Regions from separate parts of the Mus musculus genome. Here all the other regions are linked to region 1. The links are chromatin contacts, called in public Hi-C maps. All regions are on one chromosome and are shown on one strand. The core of a region is the stretch at or near the end of the contact, and the rest is flanking DNA. Distances in the headings are between cores, read along the strand shown. Region 1 has its middle 51 kb from the start of Gm46480. Region 2 has its middle 56 kb from the start of Gm35419. Region 3 has its middle 7.7 kb from the start of Gm35307.

Region 1 (4,084 bases), core at 975-3,474:
ACCTATTCAAACCCCAAGACTGGGAAAGTCATGGGCCCTAGTGAGGAATCCGCTGCTGTTTGGCCTAGTAGATGTGGTAGATACACACACACACACACACACACACACACACACACACACTTCTGACACTAATTCATTGTTACTTATAAAATACCAGTGGTTCTTAAAGTTGCTTATGGTGAGTTTCATTATTTTTACAAAACATGAAATAATACCTTTAAATTTTTTGAAGGTTAATATGCTATGTCTAGCCAGCTACTGAAGACTAGAATTCTGCTTATGCTAGATCAAAAATCTAAACTAAAACACAGATATATAAAATTCAAAGCAAAAATATTCTTACAAGCAATAAAGACTCACATTCTCCCAACACTTTTGTGCATAGCATCTTGCTCCTGTCAGAGCACCAGCATCTTCAGAGACTTGTACCAGGCACCACCCTGAGATTCTGCTTTACTCCTAGGAAAGTCTCTGGACAACACTTGACTGGACCTGCACTCAGTCCTGATCCTTAAGAAGATTTGCAAAAAAAAGACTTTTTCCAGTTTTATCGTCACCTTAGAATACAAAGCTGTTTGTCATTGGCCAGTGTTTCATTTTAGAACAAAATGATTGCAAACGGCTTACCCCATGATAGAGCTCTGTAGTTCTTCACTTGTGTTAAAATGAAAATGGCCTTGGAGGAAAGACTATTTCCACAGACAGCTCACTGTGGCAGTGGTGAGGGCTCAATGGTGAAAGTCGCTCTACCTCAAGTATCAAGGATCTTTAAGGCTGAGGGCACACTCCCTCTGCATGCTTCATACCAAGAGAGGGGCCAAAAAAAAAAAAAAAAACCCTACTATTTAGTCTTCAGGAAATGATCACCTTTCTCACAAGGGGACTAGTAAGTCACAAGTCACCCCACTGAAGTGATCATAACGAGCTTCTTCAGCAATACGATAACCTATCTGAAGGTTTCAGGGCAGGCGGTTTCACTTACATCCAGGGCAAGCCAAGCACTGAATCTACACACACACAAATACACTGTGATAGTTTGCATATTTTTGGCCCAGGGAGTGGCACTGTCTGAAGGTGTGGCCTTGTTGGAGTAGGTGTGTCACTGTGGGTGTGGGCTTTAAGACCCTTGTCATAGCTGCCAGGAAGCCAGTCTTCCAGCGGCTTTCAGATGAAGATGTAGAACTCTCAGTTCTTCCTGCACCATGCCTGTCTGGTCGCTGCCATGTTCCCACCTTGGTGATAATGGACTGAACCTCTGAACCTGTAAGCCAGCCCCAATGAAGCCATCTTTTAGACAAGAGGAACATGTGAGATGCAACACCTGCTACTGAACATTTTTAATCAGTAAACTGTCCTCACTAAAGGTTTTGAGTAGTTAAAACTTGTATCACTGTATCCAGAACTGGAGGTGGAAATGCCATATTACATTTCTTTAGATATGCACATGCAACATACTCTCTATTACATATAACCAGATGTTGCTATGACAGCGCTTTTGTTAAACTCAGACAGAGTTCCTGAGATAGTTCTACACAATATGGGATTTCGGGAATTTACTTTTTAGCAACTACTGAAATAGATCTTGTGAATCTTGGGAGGCAAGTAAGCTATGTGAAAATAAATAAATCACAGGGATTTTTATTATGTATTTATTCAAAATGAAGGGAAAGGCACGTGATTCACAATATATGCAACCTGAGCTTAGAAATGTTTCTCTTCATTATCTAACAGTATGTGGTTTTATAAAAAACAAACTACCAAACAGTAATAGGACAGCTTTTTACTCGAAAATGCATATGGTTCCTTGGCTAAAAATAGTACAAACGATGGCGCTTCCAAAGACAAAGTAATCTCCTGGGGACAGAATTAGTTATGCTCCCTACGCCTGCACACTGCAAAGCTGAACTGTATTTAAGGCTGTTCACAAGAATTAAACAAAAACTTAAAAGAGGAAACCCCTCTTCGAGAGGTTTTATAACGTTTTGAAAACTGCATTATACATTCTAGACGCAATTTAACTTGTTTGCATTTGTGCCATGCCTTCCCATACATAACCACTTTCAAATGCTTTCTAAAGGCCCAGGAAGGCTATGTAAGAACTGCTCAGCGGAGTGCACACGCTCAGGAACACGTGGCATGCCCGCGGCAGGCTCTCACTTTCTCCATGTCCCACCAGACACGGTCCCTAGGGACTTCTGTGCTCCAGTCTGGGAGGGCGGGCGACTTGGCACAGCCTCTCCCTGGGTAGGAGGGGAGAGCTGCTGACTCACGACCAAGGCGGGCTGGCTGCTCTCCCTCCCTCCCCAGCCCTGCCGAGAGAGAGAGAGAGAGAGAGAGAGAGAGAGAGAGAGAGAGAGAGAGAGAGAGAGAGAGAGAGAGAGAGAGAGAGAGAGAGAGAGAGAGAGAGAGAGAGAGAGAGAGAGAGAGAGAGAGAGAACACTGTGGGAAGGAACACCTCCAGAGCCCAGTGTTCCCATCACAGCCTCACCCCCAGCAGGCGAGGAAGAGGATGGAAACCAGAATGAGTTAGAGAAAGAGGAACCTATGGAGAAGGAAGCGCAAGAGTGGACCTTCCTTCCCAGCCTGGGCTTGGGGGGGAAAAAAATCCTCTGCCCCGCCCCCACTGGACAAGCCGCCTGGCAGGTCTGTGTGCATTCAGTGACTAAAATCCTTCAGCCAGTTTCTCTTCCCAAACCCTCTTCCCATTTTCACTCCTGTCTTGTCATAAGGATGAGCTGCCTAAGAAAGCATTTAAGGCTTCTGTTGTCAACTGGACACTGAGCCCTGATCTGCCCTGGATGGAAATCTATAATTCTGAGCCCCAAGGACCTGGAGGCCACGTTTTAACCAGCCAGGAATTCAGATTCAGTGTTAACAATGAAATAAAAGGTCTTTTTTTTTTTCACTCCCCAAAGCAGTTGCATGGTTATATATGTAAATACACCATGTTAGGCAAGAAGTCAGGACAGTTGCCTCTGAGGCAGGGTGGAGATGACAGGAAGGAGTGCAAAGAGAGCATCCTGAAATGGTGGCAACATTCTGAGCCAACCCTGATCAGGGTTTACAGCTGTGTGCATTTATCATAAGTCTGTCAATCCACTGTGTATGTGTGCATTTCATTCTTTTTTTTTATTTATTTATTTTACAGTCCCACTTCCCCTTCTCATTCCCCCCATTGCCCCTTCCCTTTCTCTGCAGAGAAGGGGAGACACCCCCCACCCCCCCACCCCCCACCCCCACCCTGTCTTGGGTATCACCCTACCCTGGGGTATCTAGTCCCAGCAGGACTAGGCATATCCTCTCCTACTAAGGCCCAACCAGCCAGTTCAGGTAGGGGAAGAGGATCCATTGGCAGGGAACAGAGACTAAGACAGCCCCTGCTTCACTTGTTAAGGGAGCCACAGGAAAACCAAGCTATACATTTGCTATAGATGGGTCTGGGGTCTAGATCCAGTTCCTGCATGCTGCCTGGTTGGTGGCCCAAGCTCTGTGCACCCCTATGGTCTCAGGTTAGTTGACTCTGTGGCTCTTCTTGTGGTGTCCTTGGTCCTCCTCCTTGCTCATTTCCATCCCCCACGATTCCAGGGGACTTCCCAGGCTCCACCTGATGTTAGGCTGTGAGTCTCTGCATCTCTGCCTCCATCTGCTGCTGGATGGAGACTCTCAGGAGACAGTTGTGCTCAGTTCCTATCTTGCAAGCATAGCAGAGTTAATAGTGCCAGGGGTTGGCTCTCTCACATGAGGTGGGTCTCTGCAGGTTGGGTCTGTCATTGATTGGCTGTTCCCTCAATCTCTGCTCCCATCTTTATTCCTGTACATCTTGTAGGCAGGACAAAACTTTGGTTAAAGGTTTTGTGGGTGGAAGTCCTGCCTGGCTACAGGAGGTGGCCATTTCAGTCTCTATATCACCCTCTAGTAGGAATCTAAGCTAGAGTCACTCCCATAAACTCCTGAATCCTCTCCAGTCCCAGGCCTCCTGCTAGTCACCAGAGATCCCCGCCCCACCCCCACCATTACCACTCTCACTCCCAGCCCTCTCTCCTTCACCTAATCACCATCCCCATTCCCCTCCTCACCGCTATTC
Region 2 (4,084 bases), core at 836-3,335, 470 kb before region 1:
TGAAAGAGCAGTGCTGCAGAGGCCCAGGTCACTCATCTGCCACAAACTCTAGCTTAGGGGAGGCACCGAGAAGCACTGTGACCAGGGAGGTAACCGACTTTATGGATTCTATGCTCATGTGCATGTGCCTGGGCCTGGGAACAGAAACCCAATTGATGCTTCTGCTCCCCGTGTTTGTGTTTCCTTTAAGACATGAAAACAGGCATGGTGGCACACACTTTTAATCCCAATACTCAGGAGTCAGAGGCAAGTAGATCTCTGTGGGTTTGAGGCCAACCTGTTCTGCATATTGAGTTCCTGGCCAGCCAGGGCTACATAGGAAGACCTAATTTCAAAAGAAGAAGAAGAAGAAGAAGAAGAAGAAGAAGAAGAAGAAGAAGAAGAAGAAGAAGAAGAAGAAGAAGAAGAAGAAGAAGAAGAGGAGGAGGAGGAGGAGGAGGAGGAGGAGGAGGAGGAGGAGGAAGAGGAGGAGGAGGAGGAGGAGGAGGAGCAGGAGGAGCAGGAGGAGCAGGAGGAGCAGGAGGAGCAGGAGGAGGAAGAATAAGAAAAGGATAAGAATAAAGAGGAGGAGGAAGAGGAGAAAGAGAAGAGGAGTAGGAGGGAGATATGGGGGCTGGAGAGAGCATTCAGTGGTCAGAACACTTACTAGTCTTGCAGAGGTCATGAGGTCCTTTCCCCAAACCCAAATGGTGGTCCACAACCTACTATTACCCCAGTTCTAGGGAACCTAAAACTGTTTTTTGGCCTCTCTGGGCACCAGGCACAGACATGGTATATATATACATAAATAAATGCTGGTATTTATGCACATAAAATAAAAACAAATCTTAAAAATAAAAAGGAAAGAAATGCACACAGCCATCCATAGCCCTTAGCTCTTTATCTAGGGGTGACACGTCATGAGATTTTTTTTCTCATCCACAAACAACAGTAAATGAATGCAGCAGGCTGTATTTACATAAAAACACAACTGAGCACATATATGTGTGAGCAGTGACAATAATTAAAAAAGAAATTATAAATTTGAGAGGGAGTTGGGCAACATGGGAGGAGGTGCGGGGTGGCAGAAATTATGTCACTACAGTACTCATGTGTAAAATTCTCAAAAAGACAAATGTGTAGGTTGACCTGTTAAAGAGCTGAAACAGACTCAGGAAGATATGAGCTCAAAATGCTGACTAATGGCTCAAAAAAATTAGCCATATCATTCTGTTCTTCAATTCCCCATGTCTCTCATCAGAAAGACTCACCAGCTCCCTTCTCCAGATCCCTTTTTTATCCTTTCAAAAAAGAAACAAACCACCTTTCAAAAAAGGTGGGGACCCGAAGAAAGACTGTCCCAAGAGACACCCCGAATCTAATAATAGATCCTCTTCTCTTCAGCCACATGAAAACCCCACAACTCATCCCTCCTGCTTTTTAACATTTAGAATCTCATTATATGTAGACACCGAGTCTTAAGAGTTTAATTTCCTCCCTGGTAGTATTAATCCGCTAGCCTTCTGCCTTTCCTCATGAACGGAGAGAAAGAATCTGCTTTGCACAAGTGTAGCTGTAGCATACCAACAAACCAAGGATGCTTTAAATATAAAAGGGCTACCCAGTGGCATGTGAAGGAACAGGCAAGACCACTGTGCTGGCCAGCTTTGGAACCGGAGACTAAGTTCTGAAAAACCTACACAAAAGAAAGAAAGAGAGGGAGGAGGGGACAGGGATGAAATGAGCATAAGAAGTGAAAGGCAGACTTTACAGTCACGGGCAGTTGTTGTTTGAGTACTCTCTATGTTGCCTCAAGACACAGCTGTACATAAAATACTCTGCCTCTCTCCTCTCTAATGGAGTCATATTCATTTCTACTTAACGAGAATCACAAATGCTATTTCGAAACTGCTCGGTTCTGAGGAGCACTGTCTAGTTGGGTGTTTCTTACGCACTCGTTGGCATGGTTATGCCCGCCTAATATAAATGTCGGTAGCCTTTCAAAGGCCTTCACAGGACATCTTTTGAGCATGCCAGTTACCATGGTCACCAGTGTACCCATTTGCAAGGAAAATTGGAAGCCATGCTCATTACGTCAAGAACTACATCGGGCGATAAAGAGAGCATGCTTGCTTCAGAGTTGGCAACTGGTTATTTGTTAGACTCCCTGCCCACACAGTTCCATCAAACAATGTCTCATTCAACTGCCGAAGTCAAAGTTTACAGCTCTGATCTTTCCAACTGGAGCTGAGTGTGCCCGTGAATGCAGAACCTTCCCTAGCAGACTCAGCTCAGCAGAGGGCGACCTATTCTGGTGACTTTGTAAGAACAAAAGAGCCAAGTCATCAGATGGGGCGTGGAGAGAAGCCACAAAACAGTGCATTCTTTTTCAAAAGATGTACTTTTTATCTTCTGTGCATGTATTTGTGTATATTATTGGATATATCTGTGTATGTTATTTTTTTGTGTGTTTATGTGTGCCACAGGCATGCAAGTAGCTTTGGAGGCAAGAGAAGACCATCAGACTCCTGGGAACTGGAGTTGCATGTGGCTCTCTCAGATCCTCTGACAGCTGATTCATCTCTCCAGCTAAAACAATCTCCATTCTAGGACCTTCTAGCATGAACTACATACTTCACCTGGGCTGTGACACTCCTGTGTTTCTCTAGCCAAAATTTTCGGTGAGTGAGAGAGATCATCTGTAAAATATCTCAATCTAAGCCACCCACAGTGTCCTGCATTTTAATCTCAGCATTTGGGAGGCAGAGGCAAGCAGATCTCTATGAGTTCATGGCCAGCCTGGTCTACATAGTGAGTTGCAGGTCAGCAAGATCTGGATAGTGAGAACCTGACTAAACTAGACAAAACCAAATACTGTACTCTCCAGAGTTCTGTGATTCTAAAGCACTCTGACTTCATGCATTTGTGTCATCTGTTCAAAAGCACATGTTCATAAGTGCACAAACACACACACACACACACATACACACACATACACACCCACATACACACACATACACACACATACACACACACACACACAGAGAGAGAGAGAGAGAGGGAGAGAGAGAGAGAGAGAGAGTGAGCTTTCTTTAAAAGATTTGTGAGGTTGAGAATTTAATTGACATACTTGACACTTTTACATGGTATATGGCACATGCTCACGCACACACACACACACACACCTATCCTTTTCTTTACAATCCAACCTGAAAACATGTTCCACAGCTCACCTAAACTCTGACTTGAGAGTTCACATGAGAACAGCTGACTTATTTATTCTAAGTGAGGCCGTCCAGAACCAGGAGAACACTGTACATTGTCACTCATGTGGAGGTCCCAGTATTGAATCTCTAGATGTGTGTTTAATTTGGAGTATCTGTAGAACCCAGGAAAATATCAAGGGGCTTTTAGTGAGGAGGAGGAAGAAAACTATTGAGAGAGGACTAATAGTACACAGGTGATGACAGAAAGAAAGAGGGGAATGGTGGGGAGAGAAATTTAAATGGAGAGGGGTGGAGATTATACCTCTGGGGCTCCCAGAGAAACCCAAACAATTCAGGGTATCATGCTCTCAGTTGCCCACCAGAACTTGACCGTGACACATCGTTGCTAAAGACATTATTCACATCAGTCACAGGGCATGGAGAAATCAAGTTGGCACTGACTGACCAAGAATTCCCAATGCTGATTAGTGTTCCTAGTACCGTTAGGCACTTTATGAGGGAGAATATTCATTAGTAGTGTTATCCAACCGCAAAATCTGTGAACTACAATAGTATGCCCATGGGTGTAATAGTGGAATGAATGCTATGGGGGTAACTAACCAGTTCATGAGGAAATGCGTACTTGGTACTATAAATTTGGTCAATAACTGGTAGCTAGGGAGTCCATAGGCTCTAGGAGTGAGGCTATTACTGTTCTTTTACTAACTAGACTTAGAATCAAGCTATTGTCTACATTCTGAGCATGTATCACTCTACCCAAGGAGCAATGCTGCTTCAGATCCCATGGGGAAGTTGTTGCAGCAGATGGTCTTTAAGGTAGACTCATAACTAGTCAAATACAGAGAACCCGTGTCTGTGTAGTGCTCAGCCACAAATAT
Region 3 (4,084 bases), core at 794-3,293, 280 kb before region 1:
CTGTGTTTGATTCCCAGGATCCACATTTTGGCTCCCAACTGTCTGTAACTCCAGGCCCAGGGGAGCCAATGCATTCTATGAGTATTCCATCCACTGATGCACATGCACAATGCAGACAGAACACCAGTACACATAAAATAAAGTAAAGGAGAAAATGTAACATTATGTTTGATGCTAGAAGTTGAAAACCGTCTCCCTTCGACTGGAAAATAGTTCTGGAGGTTTGACTCACAGCAATAGTGGAGAAAACTATATTTTAAAACACCACACTAGAAATGAAGCAATACGTGTATCTGTGTTTGCTTAATTTGAAATAGGAAATGCTAAAGAAACCACAAAACTCTATTATGGTCAAAAGCTGTTTCAGTAGCCTTATGGCTGCAGAGACTGTGCAGAGAAGAATTTACAGTTTTCTATACCAGCAATGCATACTCAGGAAATAACATTAAGAACATTTTATTTATATGATCATTTAATAAGAACTTAGAAATAGATTTAACATGGTAACTTATATACAAGGAAATTGCAAAACACCACTCAGAGAAAGAGCATAAATAATGTTAGCTTGTCTGTCCTCACAGACTTGGGATTCCATGTTATAACTCTGTGTCCATAGATCCTTCCTTGTTCTTTTACCAAAATCTCAGCTGCCTTTTCACATAAAAGTTTCAGACAGTCCAAAGGTTGAGTTGGAAATTTGCCAGTCATTTTGGTCACCAGATAGGATTGAGATGCAGAATGCACGCACTTATTTTTAATAAAGAGATGGAGGCAATTCAGTAAGGGCAATGCCATGCTTACAGAGAGATGGTGCTGAAAGAGTAGAACATACTTGAAGGTGAGACTCCCTCTCACCATGGTCAAATGCTAAAATGAGATAGTCCCAGAGTGCATGTGGACCTAAAGGTAAGAACTGAAGCCATGAGATGCCGAAGGCATCACAGCTGGAAAATGTCGTGTCCTGCGACTCAGCCAATGAGTTCTTAGATGTGATACCAAAAGCATAAGCAACAAAAGAGACTGAGATATTTGGACTTGATTAATAATTAAAAGATATTTTGTTTTAAAAATATTTCAAAATAATAAAAATAATCATAGGATATTTAAAAAAATCTATAAATCACATACCTGGCAGGAGTCTAGCATTGGATATGGAGGGAAAATGACTGCAATTCAACCATAAAGAGACAAATTTCCTAATTAAAAAGAGACAGGGGGTATAAATAAACATTTCTCCAAAGAAAATGTGCAAATGGCCAAAAAGCACCTACAAGAAACCCATAGTCATTAGCAAATGCAAATCAAACCACAGAAAGATTCCACTTGATGCAGGATGATGTAGTCACTCTGGAATAGTTGGGCAGTTCCCTCTCTGGTGACTGGCAGTGAGTACGCGCTCTCCTTCAGGAGTGATAAAAAGACTTGGTTCTCCGAATGTTAAATATCGAGTAACAATATGCATTAGCATTTCACTGAAGGGAATTTAAGATGCAAGATAAAAAGTGTACGCATGAATATTCATCACAGCATTAATTAAAATAGCTAAAAGGTAAACAGAATCTAAATGCCTATTAACTAGTGAATAAATAGGCTGCAGTGATGTATTTAGACAGCGGAATATTATTCAGTGGTAAAAAGAACAAAGTTCAGCTGCAGCACGGGCGAGCCTTGAAGACTGTAAGACAGGGAGGAAAGCCAGATGCAACAGGCAGGCTCACAATCGCTCCATTTTATAGAATGTCTGAAGCTGGCAAGCTCATGCCTGAATGCCATGCACTGTTTACCAGGGGCGGGGGAGGGCTGAGGGGGACTGGTGGCTAATGGTACAGGCTTCTGCTTGGAGTGGTGAAAATGTCTCGGAATCTGACAAGCCATGGGAGTGATCCTTTCAAATAAATGATCAGTGTGCAAGAATTATATCTCCACTAATAACGACCTATCATTACAAATACGCAAATTAAAAGATCTTGCACTCAAGGTTAATGAGACATGGAGAATGCCACTAGGCCAAAGATTAGAGTCTTCCAGAAAACAAAGGGAATCACAATTAGGGACTATCAAAGCCAAGCCCTCATGTTTCCCAAGTGAACAGCAGGGGGAGCCCTCGGTAGCAGAGAGAACTGCAAAACTAATATTTATGATAATAAAGCTAATAGCTTTTGTTCATAAAAAAAACTGAAACAAAAAGCAAATAAGGTTACAAACCCCACTAACAAACTCACTATCCTGGCAACCACTTGTCGATCCATTTGTGCCAATCTCTGCATGGGTGGCACATACCCATGGGTGGACATATGCAGGCATACATGAAGAGCCCAAGCCATGTGGCTTTGAAGCCTCTTTGGTTTCATTTCATATTAACTTTATATTTCTTTAAAATTTTTGAATATCCTTGGGAGTGTAATTTTCTGCAATCTGTAACTGTACTGTAATTCTTTAAACACGTTTTGATACATTTTTAGTTATAAATAACACTACAATAAAGTGCTTGTACCAAAACCCTTAAATATCGTTTTCTTAAAAAAAAACAAACAAACAAACAAACAAACAAAAAAAACAAAACAAAACAAAAAAAACTTCCCTCAGGATAGATTCATTGCAGAGGAATTATGAGGTGAGCCTGCATTTACAACTTTAAGATTTTGGATATGTAACCATATTTCAGCCCTAAAATCTCACATTTCCTCTTGAGGTACATGAGAGTTTCCTCATTCCTGGCTCTAAACAGTTGTGTGTGTGTGTGTGTGTGTGTGTGTGTGTGTGTGTGTCTGTGTCTGTGTCTGTGTCTGTATTGTGCATTTCTGTGTGAAAATGTGTGTACATGTCCTTGTATGTGTGTCTGGGTGTATATATGCCTCTGTGTATGTCTGTGTGTGTATATGTGTCACTGTGTGTGTTTGTGTATTTGTGAACATGTCCCCATGTGTGTCTTTATATAGATACCTGTGTGTGTACATGTCCATGTGTGTCTGTGTGCATATGTTCCTGTGTGTGTGAGTGTGAACGTGTCTGTGTGTGTATCTGTGTATGTGCATGCCTATGTGTGTACATGTGTACTGTGCATGTAGCTATACATGTATATGGAGTCCAGGAAAGGGTGTTGGGTGTCCTCTGATATCACCCTTGGCATAGTCTTTTGAGGCAGGGTCGCCCCCAGCAGCCCCTGTTTCCTCAGCTTTGCAGAGCTGGGGTTACAGCCAGCATAGACTCCAACTGTTCCTAGGTCCTGGTGCAATACTGTGGTCCTCACCATTGCACCGAGAACATCTTAACCACTGAGCCTTTTGTATAGCTGCTGCTTATCTGACCCTCTACCTAAACATATAATTATTGGATTTTTCCCTACCTTTAAATTATGCCCTAATTGTATAGATGTGATCTTCTTCCCATTATATTTTAAACAAACACTGGACTTTATTTTTCAGTGCTTGTTGTCTAATTTTTCCACTTATACAATTTATTTCTTGTAAATAACAGCAATTTTTGTTTAAGATATTAATATTCTAGTTACTGATCCCTGGAAGCTCTCTAAGTGAACCATGTGTTGCCTTCAATGTTGCACTCTTCCTTTGGGTACTTTTTGCCGCATGATTTTTTTTTTAAGTTTGACATATAAATGGTTTTAATTTTGGTATAAAACTTATCTGTCTTCTTTCATAAATCTTTCCCCATTTTCTCTTAAAAACCTATTCAACATGAAGAATTGATGAAACTTCATCATAATTTTCTCTTCTCTCAGCTTTTAAATTTTAATTATTTGATTCATCAAGAATTTATTTGGGGATATGATTTGAACCCCTTTCTATCCTCAAAAAAAAAAAAAGGAATTATGCCAGCACTACTCATCAGAGTAAACTTCAGCTTCATCCAGCAGTCTGAAGTTGCTTTATTATAATAAATGTTGACATACATTTGAGTGTGCTGAGGGACTTGACTCTCTTCTATTGATTGTTGCTCTGGGACTTTTCTGTTAAAGCATTATTAAGAGCTTTTTGTCTTTTTGTTTTTGTTTTTTGCTTTAAGTCTTTATCTCTTTCTTGGTTACTTTCATTTATCCATGCTTCCAGATCAACTTCACAGTCAC

Evidence for each region. Hi-C and Micro-C count contacts between places; a contact is called where the count stands out from the background.
Region 2: a contact with region 1 is called in a Hi-C map of cerebral cortex, with 1.6 times the contacts expected there. The contact joins two enhancer-like sites. A contact is called at or near these places in 2 of 484 Hi-C or Micro-C datasets (cerebral cortex and nephron progenitors), 3 of 115 datasets of contacts at active chromatin or transcription factors (bone marrow-derived macrophages, embryonic basal ganglia and stem cell-derived neural progenitor cells) and 1 of 9 other capture datasets (embryonic stem cells).
Region 3: a Hi-C map of cerebral cortex shows a contact between it and region 1, with 2.1 times the contacts expected there. The contact joins two enhancer-like sites. A contact is called at or near these places in 1 of 15 datasets of contacts at CTCF or cohesin (large pre-B cells), 4 of 484 Hi-C or Micro-C datasets (the N1E-115 cell line, bone marrow-derived dendritic cells, bone marrow-derived macrophages and 1 more), 9 of 115 datasets of contacts at active chromatin or transcription factors (astrocytes, bone marrow-derived dendritic cells, bone marrow-derived macrophages and 4 more) and 1 of 9 other capture datasets (adipose tissue).

What each region holds. Positions count from the first base shown.
Region 1 is chr14:61,755,766-61,759,849 of GRCm38.p6, reverse strand. No RefSeq gene overlaps it. Among named protein-coding and RNA genes, the nearest start is that of Gm46480, 51 kb to the right of the region's middle. Within about 2 kb of position 2,224, at least 129 of the 459 cell types and tissues checked have an H3K27ac peak or open chromatin away from gene starts, as enhancers often do. A contact at or near this core is called in cerebral cortex and embryonic basal ganglia, where this site is marked.
Region 2 is chr14:62,224,857-62,228,940 of GRCm38.p6, reverse strand. No RefSeq gene overlaps it. Among named protein-coding and RNA genes, the nearest start is that of Gm35419, 56 kb to the right of the region's middle. Within about 2 kb of position 2,085, at least 47 of the 459 cell types and tissues checked have an H3K27ac peak or open chromatin away from gene starts, as enhancers often do. A contact at or near this core is called in cerebral cortex and embryonic basal ganglia, where this site is marked.
Region 3 is chr14:62,040,525-62,044,608 of GRCm38.p6, reverse strand. No RefSeq gene overlaps it. Among named protein-coding and RNA genes, the nearest start is that of Gm35307, 7.7 kb to the right of the region's middle. Within about 2 kb of position 2,043, at least 29 of the 459 cell types and tissues checked have an H3K27ac peak or open chromatin away from gene starts, as enhancers often do. A contact at or near this core is called in cerebral cortex and embryonic basal ganglia, where this site is marked.